Linked DNA regions of Sus scrofa: region 1 is linked to region 2. The links are chromatin contacts, called in public HiChIP or PLAC-seq maps. All regions are on one chromosome and are shown on one strand. The core of a region is the stretch at or near the end of the contact, and the rest is flanking DNA. Distances in the headings are between cores, read along the strand shown. Region 1 overlaps SMAD3 (SMAD family member 3). Region 2 overlaps LOC110261941 (a long non-coding RNA gene).

Region 1 (5,927 bases), core at 2,279-4,778, 150 kb before region 2:
ACTGCAATGGCCCATTCAGGTGCAGCTCAATCCAGCAGGGGGTGCTGGTCACAGTCTGTCTCCTGCAAGACATAGGGAGAGGGGTGGGTTGGGAGACTTTAAGAATGTCTAGAAGCCCACACATACAAGTCAGAACCCCTTTTCCTGCTTTGGGACCATCTTCTTCCCAGAGCCAGGGATATGGCCTGTCATGCTGGACCCTGCCCTGGAGGAGGTGCCAGTAACTTGCTGAAACTGCCAGGCCAGACTCTGCCAAACAGGAAGGGCCCCGAGTAGATCGGGGAAGGAGGTGGCCCTTAAAGAGAAACACATAAGGCAAATTCCAGGGTGTCCCAGAGGCCCACCGGTTGCTGTGATGGGCCCCCAGTGGAGAAGCTCCAGCCCAAGCAAAGGTCTCCCTGGCCCCCCTGTCCTGAGCAGACACCTACAGCTCCCTGCCTTCAGCCCCAGCAGGCCACGATGACGTGCGTCTGTCTGATCGAGGGGTGTTTTTTACAAAGCGCCGACAGAGTCCACATGCCGTCGGTCCCCGATGTGCTGATATAATTCCCATCTATGGCCTTATTTTGGAAAATCTTACGAGCAGAGCAAGCCATGGAACAATTACTGGAAAAAACTGAGGCACACCACACGTTTCTTTTCCCCAAAGCACTTTGTCTAAATTCGGGCTGGTTGATGACGCAGCTCGCAGGCGAGCTCCCAAAGGCCTCCTGAGCAAAGGCTATCTGCTGAGGCCGGAGGCGCTGGTGCCAGCTGGAGGTGAGAGGCCTGGGCCCTGGGCCCTGCTTTTGGCCACCTCACAGGAAGGGATGAAACCTTACTCTCCTTGGCCCAGGAGGCAGAAGGAAGGCGAGACTGTTCTGGGAAGGGGCCGCACAGCCAGTTAGGCTGCTCCACCGTGCTGCCAGGTGGCAGTGACGTGGGCTGCACAGCACTGGGTGTGCTGGCCGTATGTCCTGTGTGGTGACACAGTGCCCCCAGGGAAAGGCTTCTGCCAGCAAGGGGCCACTTCTCAAGCACTTGAAGCTGGAGCACTGTGGTGCTGCACCCAGGTCAAGAACCACAGGCCTGAGGGCAGCAGCATCCTTGCTTGGCCACGCTTCGCCCAAGTGGAAGGTTAGCAATGGGCTTCTGGGCTCAGCCCTGCGGTGCCTGCCTGACCTGGGTGCCCAAGTGTGGCCCTCCGGACTGCAGTCTGAGTGGTAAAGAGCACCTGGGCCTCCCTCCCTCTGGCTCTTTTCCCTTGATTCCATCTTTAAGTATCTCCTTTCCCCAGCTTCAAAACAAGACTAATTTTCTAACCTTTCAATTCTTGTTGCCTACATGATTACAGCCAAGGCTAAAGGGTCCCTCAGGTTGGGCCTTTGGGCCTGGGCTCAGCTCAGGCCATATAACTGGGCTGTAAGTTCTCCTGAGGGCTGACCAGTGGGAACGTTGCGCTGGTCATTCATCCCAGATCTCAGACCCCAGAGACCAAGGTGCCACGTCCCCCAGCACTGCGGGGCTGACACAGGGAACAGCAGCTGAAATACGGTAAATGAAAGAGGAGAATTTTATGGACCGAAATCCTCTAATGAGAATCTGACTTTCCATAAGTCATGCTCATCTGGATTTCATTATAAACGGTGGCCCAGAGCCAATATTGAAATGGGTTTGGCTCGGGTGCAGAATGACTGCAAAACAAAATGGATTCCAAACATCTGGAAAAATGAAGCGAAGGGGAGAGTAACTTGCAAGGCCCTGGCTCCAGCTGACGTGTGGGTACCTCTGTGTCTGCCACAGAGCAGGGGGCTGGGCCCACAGACCTGCCCCTTGGGAGACTCCTGTCCAGGTGTGGGGAGAAAAGGAATAGGATTCTTGAAGCCCACCCCAGAACAGTCTGAGAAACTCGAGAGCAGACCAGGGAGACCCCTAACCAGTGCCATGTTGAAACCACTGTCTGAAATTATGAAAAAAAAAAAAAATCATTTCTGAGCAAGTAAGATATCTTCCTGTAGGACTATCAAATCTCCTCGTCCCCTCCCTGCTTCTCAGTTTTAATATCCTAGGTCCTGAGGGTCGCTCCGGTCAGAGATGGAGCCACAGAGGAGGGAAGGAACTCCAGGATGAAGACCCAACTTCCCGGGGAGGGTCATTGTACAAGCAGCTGCCCAAAGCCAACTAGGAGAAAGACACCAAGGGGGCACAGTTCTAGGCTCAGTTTTTCTACAAATGATGTGACTTCAGGCAAGTGGCTTGCCCTCCCTGGACCTTGGTTCCCTCATCTGTACGAAGGGGACCATGCCCATGTCCCTGCCCAAGGTTGTAGTGAGGCTGAAATGGGACTGTGTGCATCCAGCGCCTGAGAAAGTCAAGTGCTAGGCGAGCACTGCTCAGCCCTTCCTCACCCAGTGGGGCTCAGCTGCCCACTGATCCCTGGCCCCTCTGCTATTCAGGGTGAGGGCCAGGCTAGCTCATTTCTGGGAAGCCCCCACTCCGCTGTCCAGGTGCCCCAACCCTGACCTGTACTCGGCGCCCCAGCCCTTGACGAAGCTCATGCGGATGGTGCACATCCGTGTCAGCTGGTACACGGCCTCAAAGCCCTGGTTGACAGACTGAGCCAGGAGGGCGGCAAACTCCTGGTTGTTGAAGATCTTCAGGTTGCATCCTGCCAACAGAACAAAACAGTGATTGTGGGCATGGAGAATACCCCTGTCTGGAGCTCCTCCCTCCCCGGGCTGAAGGTGCCCCCCCCATTCACCTGGACGAGTGTTCCCACTCCCTGCCCTTGAAGCCATCACCGCCCTGAAGCGGACGCAGCTGACATGGGTGAGGGGGGAGTTAAACACTGGCCTGTAGGCTCCGAGCCCCAGAGTGGGAATGCTGAGGAAGTTAGCAAGGTGGGCCCAGGAACAAGGGAGATGGGCGGGGAGAGGTGGCCCTGCCCTGGGCAAAGGGGCCAAGGCAAGACTCCAGGGAACAGAGAGAACAGAAGGTCCATGGTGGTGTGGGGTGTGGCGGACAGCCTGGGCAACAGCAGCCCCTGCTCTTGCATGGCGGGAGTGCCGGAGGCAGGCCGTGCCCACAGGAAGCTCTGCAGAGGGTCCCTGGCTGCCCTCCACCCCAGCCTCACTGAGGAAGCCACCTCTGCCGGGGCCGGGAGGGAAAAAGAGGTCTGGGCCACATTTGGCCTTGTGGGCACAAGACTGGGTCAAGGTGACATTCGCAGCAAAGCCAAGGTGTATGCCTAACTCCCCAGGCAGGAAAACTAGAGACAGGCACACATGAAGTTTATAATAAATCTTTTGTTTGAAGTCCTGCCGCCTCTGTGCCAGGAATGTGTCAACCGGAAAAATAAAAGACAAAAAGCACATGCTGGAAATGCCCAAAAGGTGAGCTGAGGTGACACTTGCTAATGGGCCACCCTGGGCCCCTCGGCTTGCTGTGTGACTCTGGGCTGGTCACTTTCTCTTCTAAGCCCTGTGTCTCCCTTGTAAAGGAGAGACTGGCCTCAAAGGCCCCCAGCTCTGACATTCCATGAGCTAACAACCACCACCACAGCCAGCTTTGCCCTCACCAGAGACAAGGAGGGCGGGGTGAAGGGATGGGCACAAAGTCAAGAACGCAGCCTGGCTTCCTCTTCTCGTTTTTCTCTGAGGGGAAGCGGGGTGAAGCAGGGTCAAAGGTGGGCTCCAGCCCCCTGCCAAGCAAGCAGCAAGAAGCACACAGCGATAGGCTCATCCTGGCTCAGCCACTTACTGGCTGTGTGTCCTTAGAAGGTGGCTTAACCTCTCTGAACTTGTCTCTTCAACATGCCTCCCCCTGTAGAGCTAGGGTTACTGGAGGGAACTAAGTGAGACCCGAGATAGACATGTGCTCTGTAAACACAACCATGTGACATCCCGGAAACAGCATCGCTAGGCAACTCAGACTCTGCATTCTTCTTTTTTTTTTGTTTTTGTCTTCTTAAAGGCACCTATGGCATATGGAAGTTCCCTCTGTGCCAGGGTCAAATGGGAGCTACAGGCCACAGCCACAGCCACACCAGATCTGAGCTGCACCTGTGACCCAAACTGCAGCTCACAGCAACCCCAGATCCTTAGCCCACTGATTGAGGCTAGGGATTGAACCACATCCACATAGAGACGTCAGGCCTTTAACCCCTGAGCCATATCAAGAACTCCCAGACTCTTCCTTCTTAAGCTGACCCTGCCAGTGGCCCACTGCTCTCCAGCATCACCTGCTACTTAGCAGGCAGGAAGACATCACACACACACACACACACCCCCACAGGCAACGACCTAAGCTACACACTCTCCCAGTCAGGCACACTGCATGCTCTGCGGCTGCCCGCCCTGGGAAAAGTGGGTTTCGCGGGGGCTTTCTGCCTCCGCTTTTGCTGTGAAAAGGATTTGGATAAGATCACCTCCTGCCTGGTCCTCTACCCAGACCTGGCCCTGTTCAAGCCACCGTCTGGGGTGAGCCTGACTCCTCTTGGAGTACAAGTGGGATTCACAGCCCGACTCAGAAAACCCTCAACAGGGCCCCCAAATAAAAACAAAACTTTCTCACATCTTTCCATGGCTTGGTTCCATCAAACTTTCAAAACATGATCCCTGACTGTCTCTTACAGGGCCTCTGCTGCAGCCAGAGCGCTGCCCACACGTGCCCTGCCCTCCATCACCGCTGGGCCTTTGCCCATAATGTTCCCTCTGCCTGAATGCCCTCACGGTCCCCACCCCATCCCTCTGTGCATCTAATACTTACCCATCCTTCCCAGCCCAAGCTCTTCTCCTCCAAGAAGCTTCCTTGATCCATCCTAATAATTCAATGTGTTTTCCCCCTTAGATCCAAGAGCACCTTACCTGTGCTGCCTACTTGGTGCTTAGCACCCTCCCTTGTATTAAACCCACTTGTATCTTTGCCTTGTACACTGAGATGATGGGTAAGGTCTGTGGGGATAGCAGCAGGGCTTCCTGCTCCCCTCCAGCTCCGCATCTGGAATGGCGGAAGGAAAGAGGGAAGCTAGCCAGCACACCACCTGAGCATCTCTGCACACAGGCAATGAGCAGGTACCCACAGGTGAGAGGCAGATCTGTCAGATGCTGCATCTGCTCCTCAGAGGTTCAGGAAGCTCAGAGTGAGAGAGCAAGCCACAGAGAAAAATCAAGCGAAGCACCTCCAGATTGGCCATGCAAACACCACTGAGGAGAAATGGTAAGAAGAAACCTCCCCTGCATCCGAGGCATGTGCCTTGGAGGAGAGGACCTCAGGGAAGGGGTAGGTGTGTAGGTGGTGTTACCTGGTGGGATCTTGCAGACGGTGGCTGGGTGCCAGCCATAGCGCTGGTTACAGTTGGGTGACTGGACAAAGATGGCGCTGTCACTGAGGCACTCTGCGAAGACCTCCCCTCCAATGTAGTACAGCCGCACGCCTCGCCCTAGAGAAACTCAGGTCAGTCTGGACCAGGCCTTTGGTCCTCACACAGTGGCCCTGGCACCAGCTGAAGAGAGCTACAGCCAATGCTCCAGGTGACTGGTTCTTTGCTGGTATCACCAGGCAAATGGGACCAGAGCCCAAGCCTAAACCCATCAAAAGTGATGGGTGATGCTGGGTTCCTAAAGCTGGGGAGGCTGGTGATGAGCAAAGGGCACAGCTAAGCCTAAACAGCAGCTCCTGCCACTGACCAGGGCCTCAGCCAAGTTACTCAGCCTCTAAGCCTTAGTTTCTTCATCTGTAAGATGGGGATGATACTACCTACACCTCATTGGGTTGTTGTTAAGACACTCAGTAAGGGCCTGACAAGCATTAACTGCTGCTCCTGCTACTTCTACTACTAGGTCCCGACCCGCTCCAAGATTCAGAAATTCACGGAGTCACTGCAGAGCTCTTCCTGAGGCAGCAGATACCCCAGGAGCCCCTCACTGCAGGGATGACTTAATGAATGC
Region 2 (5,796 bases), core at 1,479-3,978:
TTTCTTCCCTCCCTCTCTTTCTCTCTCTTACTCTCCCTCTCTCTTCTTCCTTTTTTTCTTGTTTGGCCACTCTGTGGCATGTGGAAGCTCCCATGCCAGGGATCAGACCTGAGCCTCAGTTGTGATCTACACCACATCTGTGGCAACGCTGGAGCCTTAACCAACTGTGCTGGGCCAGGGATTGATCCAGAGACACTGACAATCCCAATGTGCCACAGCAGGAACTCCTAAATTCTAAGATTAATGTGTCTTGAGGTTTCCTTTTGCAAAGAGCTCTGAGCAAGATAAGGGATAGTATTTTCAATAAAAATGGGACAGTTACCATGGCTGCCTTCTCTGTGAGCCTGCATCTGACATCTCCTGGAAAGAAGCCAAAGGGCTCTAAGGGAGAGCCAGTGCTCCCATCCAGGCCCCGAGCTTCCTGACTGCCTGACCTGCGCCAGGAAAGGAAGGCTTTTCACTCCCTTCCCGCCTGCTCTCCTTCTCCCTGTTCAGGTCATCCCCTAAGCCGGGCTTTCTGCCTAAGTCGTTTCCTGTTTCCTGTTGCCTGAACATTTATCTCTCGCACATTCATGCTTTTTTCTCCTATCATCCTCTGCCTGGAATACTTCTTCCTTCCAGAATCCCCCTGGCAAACTCCTGCATGTCCTTCAAAACTCACTTCCTTTCTCTGGCCTTCCCTGCCCACCCCCCATCCCCCGCCCCCACCAAGTTCTCCCCTGCTTCTGGAGGGCTGTGTACCACCCTCTCTTCTGGGATGTGTGACGGTGATAAGGGTGACAGTGATAGCGATGAAGGTGGCAGGACTTATATACCAACATCGTGTTATGCACTAGGCACACGTTAAGTGCTTCACAAGCGTTTTTCAGTTAATTTTTACAACCATACAAGGAAGTTGCCATTTGCCACCCCCATTTTATAGAAAGGGAAACTAAGGCAGAGACAGGTGAGACGATGTGCTACAGCCACACAGCTAGAAGCAAAAGGGCCGAGGTTTGTACACAGGGAATCTGTCTGCAGAACCAGCACCCACAACTATTATGCCAATCCGCTTCCCTGTATTATTATTTCTATTTTTATCATTATGATTATTAAAAAGTGATGATAGATTTGTTTCCTTTGTCCTTGCATCCAGGGCCTGGCTCCAGGCTGGACACCCAGGGAGCACTGAAGGGAAAAAAACTGCCACTGTTCATTCTGGGCAGTTCATTCAGCTCAGCATAAATGAGTCAAAGCTCATTTCAAAGGTTTCTTCCTCTCTGAATCACTCCGACCAGATTTGAGAGTTCCTTTCATTGAGGCCCCTTATGGCTTTACACTTTTCCAGTGGCTTTTTTTTTTTTTTAGGGCGGCACCTGTGGCATATGGAAGTTCCCAGGCAAGGGGCTGAATTGGAGCTACAGCTGACGGCCTACACCACAGCCACAGCAACATGGGATCTGAGCCGGGTCTGTGACCTACAGCTCACCACAATGCTGGATCCTTAACCCACCAAGTAGGCCAGGGATTGAACCCACGTCCTCATGGATCCTAGCTGGGTTCGTTACTGCTGAGCCATGATGGGAATTCCCTCCAGTGGCATTTGTGGTCTTGCAGTGCCCACATGCCCAAGTACACACACACACACACACACACACACACACACACACACACACACACACATGCATGCACTCTGAGGATCCTTCCAGAGGGTGCAAGAGGAGCTGCCATATGGTGAAGCCCTACTATATATGCTAATGAGCATGCTGGGGACTGACATACCTTAACTCACTGAACCTTCACTTAATTGAATGCGGTGGGCATTGCTATTCCCACGCCACAGACAAGGAAAAAGCAAGGTTCAGAGCTGCTACGGGACCAAGCTGGGGGTTGATTCCATCACTCTCTGGCTCCAAAACCCATTCCTTCCTCCTCCCACATTTTCCTCATCCAGTCTCCTGCATCCCTGGATTTCCCAGCCCTAAATCCACGACACCAGGCTTGGCACACAGTAGGCCCGCCATAAATGTGTGCTAAATTGAAATGAACTGGATGGTGTGGGTGGTCCAGGAAAAATGTGCCACGACTCAGGCATTTCAAGTGAAATGCATAGTTTTCAGCCCAAGCATGGAGGAGCCCGCTATTTTTGGATGGCCTTGCACAAATGTTGTGTGGGCTTCCTTTTTGCTACTAAATGTCACTGCGTTAGTTTCCTAGTTTCATTCTCCTGCCTGGGCTGGGGAGGATTATGCAACCAGAGTCTAGGAATGAGTCATCACTGGCTCAGCTGCCAAACTGTCCACAATTGCCATGATATGGTACAGTCTTTTTTCCTTCCAGGCTATTTGTGGGTGGTTTTGTTTAACTTTTACAGTCTTTCTTCTCTTCCAATTTTGCTTCTCCCCATCTTTTTCTTTGAGGGTATGGCCCAAGGGTACTGAAGGCCTTCAAAACTCTGGCCACTCTGCATTTGTGAGTACAAGTCCGTCTACCTTCTGTGAAATCCATACGGGGAAGAAAATCCTCTGGTGAAGATATCATGAGGAGCTGACCCACAGAGAAGAGTGGACCGTCTTCGCAGGGTGCACAGGGGTTTCCCTCCACTGGACCAGCTGCTGCCCCCACCCCCTTCCCTGCAAGCCTGCTGGCAACAAAACTGGACGTGAGCACCCCAAACCATAGCTGTGCCCTTCACACTCCTTCCATGAGCCTGTTTCCTGGATGTGTTATGACTGCTGTGTACTTCCGGCAGGACCCAGTGGCCTTGAGCCAGAGCAGCTCTGGGCCAGGCCCCAGCCCTCACAGGATGAGCAGAGTAGACTCAGCTGCAGGGGCCGGCAGCTGTGGGCCACACAGGAGGGCCAGGCCTGGTGCTCAGGTCAACTAATGGGTATGCAGTCCTCGGTGGGTGCCAGGCACAGTGCTGGGCCCCCCAATGGGAAGGGTGACCCAATATCCTGCTGTCTAAGTGCCTCCTTATACGCACTGATTGGTCTGTGAACCAAGGCAAGGTAGGACTTGGAGGTGAAACCAGTAGCTCCACATGGGAGGAGTGGGAAAGGTAGAAACAGGAGCTGGCACAGGAACCTTTCTAGGTGAAAAAAGGCTACCAGCAAGGCTCAACCCAGTGTTCAAAGGAGGACTGTCAGGCCCTGGGGATGGGTCAGGAAGAATGGCTAGCTAGGATCACCATATGAGCAATAGTTGATCGTTTGCAGAGCACATTCTGTATGTGCCCTCAAACGATGCTGTGAAGCAGGTCCCGATCCACCCAGAGGCAGATGCAGAAAGAGGCAGTCCTGTCTGCCCCTCTCCCAACTCTTTCAGGTGGAAGCAGGGGTTTACACCCAAGAGAGGAAAGAACCCTGGATTAGAAGGGAGAGGGGTCGGGCCTAGAGTCTTGGCAGCTCGTGCCATGGGCACATGGGCAACTCTCTTAACCCTTCTGAACCTCAGTCTTCTCGCCTTTAAGATGGGGCCAAGCAAATAACTTAGAAGTGAGCTAAGGGTGGTTCATATAATGTGTGGTGTCATTCCCCTGCCTGACACTCTCCAAGGGCTCCCCATCTCAGTCAGAGAAAAATCCAAAGGGCTCACCCTGGCCCAGGAGCTTGCATGGTCTGCCTCATCCCTCCCACTGCCCCTCTGACCTGATCTCCCACCCTGCCCTGCTGTACCCGTTTTCCAAACACACCTGGCTCCCTGCAACCTCAGGGCCTTTGCACGGCTGTTTGCCTTGCCTGGAGCACTCTTTCCCTGGTACAGCACCGTCTCACTTCTCAGGTCTTTGTTCAAACATCAGCATCTCAGGGAGGCCCTTCCGAGAACCTCCTAAAAGGTACCATCTCTTCCCCAGACACTTTGTCTCCTCCCTCCACTAAAATACTAGCTCCATGAAGGGAGGACTTTTTCTGTTTTGTTCTCTGCTTGTACCTCCAGTGGCTGTATAATGCCTGGGGACACAGAGTAGATGCCCCATCAATATTCTCTGAATGAATCAAATAGAATCAGTAAAGAGGGCTTAGTCCTGTTATCCTAGAGTCTAAAGAGCCAACCCCATTTCTAACATCCTGACCCCACTAAGGCCAAGGTCTTGGGATCTTCAAAGCATGATCTCACAGAGGAAAGTGTAGCCTCTTCTCTCTCAGCTGTTCTGAAACCTCAGTTTGATAAAACAGAGCATCAATTTATCATGCAGCGGATGGCTGCATTTTGAACATCATGCTAATGGCTTTCCAGTGAGAAAATGGGCACTTAGCCCCTGTCATCAGAATCAAATGGGGTGAGAGAAGCTCCTTCAAATGCCCATTTTCCTAAAGGGAGAAACAGTCAGTTTGCAAGAAACAGGCAGTTTTTTACGACTAGCAGCGGTGGCAAGCCCAGCACCCTCCCGTGTGTCTGTCCAACAGAGGAGCAGGTTTGGAGTAGGACTATGTCTCCCTCCCTGAACTTGACTGGCAAGCACTTGAGAGCTGCAGCCGGCTGGGAGAACGCCGGCTGACCCTGCGACCGCGAGAGTCCCAGGAGTGGGTTCCTCTGGGGATCCTTTTTAAAGCTGATTGTTCCCTAAGTGATAGTGCATTTTTAATCTCTTCCTTTTGAAGACCAGTCTTTTTCCTTAAAAGGAGAGCCTAGCTAATGCTTCCATGAAAGTGTTAGTTTCCCTTTTGTAAAAATTCTAGATTTTTAAGATATTCTTCTTCTCTCTCCTTACCTCCCCTGCCAACTTTTCTTCCTGAATAACTAATGCTGGGGGGGGGTGGAGGAGGGAGATCATTATATTTTGGTAACCAATTCACTTCACTACAATGCATATATGTATATATTTCATATATTGTATTTATAATATATAAATGTAATATATATTTATAATTCATAGATTTTAAAATCTCTTTTCCTTCTCACAATCTTCCACCACTACTACCTTTGTTCATTGAGTGTTCTGAAGATTCCAGGTAGAGGTCAGGTATAGCTGAAAACTAGTAAAATAGAAATGTATAGGAGTTCCCCTGTGGTGCAGTGGGTTAAGGATCCCACGTTGTCACTATGGCGGCTCAGGTTCCTGCTGTGGTGCAGGTTTGATCCCTGGACCAGGAACTTTCTTTTCTTTTTTTTGTCTTTTTGGCCGTTCCCAGACCAGGGATCAGATCTGAGCTGCAATTGCAACCTATGCCACAGCTGTGGCAATGAGGGATCCTCAACCCACTCTGCTGGGCTGGGGATCAAATCTGTGTCCCAGTATTCCCAAGACATGCTGATCCTGTTGTGCCACAGTGGGAACTCCCCCAGGAACTTTCAAACATGCTGCGGGGGGGAAAAAAAAGAAATATATACTCCCCAGTGTTCGCCAGTGTCCTTGGTGGACAGAAGGCTGGCTGAGGCCCCTCAAGCAACCAGCAGCAAACCTGGGTGAGCTGAGGCCGAAGCGCCAGTCAGAGAGCAGGCAGGGAGCCCAAACCGGGTCCTCCAGCAAAAGCTGAGTCTGAGCAGCCAGGGCGTCTGCCAGGAGGGGGCCGGCAGCTTTAGGATCTGAGTTTGGAGAGGCTGAAAGGGAGGCAAGCCCAGGAAGGTGAGCTGCTAACCCCCTCCAGGTGGACAGCCAGAGCTCCTGGTCCCTGTGGGGCTCAGAGACACAGTTCGGCAACCGAAAAACCAGCAAGCTACCGCCAGGGAGGCACTGTGCCTCTGGCAGAGGCCAAGGCCCCACAGCGACATGGGACTTCCTGATTCCATCACACGTGATGCCAAGGTGCAAATGTTACTCTATGTGAATGGATTGGCATCCACACTCATACGAACAGCTACACAGTGGAGACT

The links. HiChIP or PLAC-seq counts read pairs in DNA pulled down with a chosen protein or histone mark.
Region 1: a contact with region 2 is called in an H3K27ac HiChIP or PLAC-seq map of skeletal muscle. The contact joins two enhancer-like sites. A contact is called at or near these places in 1 of 47 Hi-C or Micro-C datasets (skeletal muscle) and 2 of 2 datasets of contacts at active chromatin or transcription factors (alveolar macrophages and skeletal muscle).

Annotation. Positions count from the first base shown.
Region 1 is chr1:165,114,007-165,119,933 of Sscrofa11.1, reverse strand. It overlaps SMAD3 (SMAD family member 3), which reads right to left. Exons shown (of 9, transcript NM_214137.1): 7 at 5,282-5,419; 8 at 2,503-2,647; 9 at 1-62. Among named protein-coding and RNA genes, the nearest start is that of AAGAB, 76 kb to the left of the region's middle. Within about 2 kb of position 3,528, at least 29 of the 83 cell types and tissues checked have an H3K27ac peak or open chromatin away from gene starts, as enhancers often do. A contact at or near this core is called in skeletal muscle, where this site is marked.
Region 2 is chr1:164,960,888-164,966,683 of Sscrofa11.1, reverse strand. It overlaps LOC110261941 (a long non-coding RNA gene), which reads left to right. Exons shown (of 3, transcript XR_002346356.1): 3 at 2,400-4,772. Among named protein-coding and RNA genes, the nearest start is that of SMAD3, 35 kb to the left of the region's middle. Within about 2 kb of position 2,728, at least 42 of the 83 cell types and tissues checked have an H3K27ac peak or open chromatin away from gene starts, as enhancers often do. A contact at or near this core is called in skeletal muscle, where this site is marked.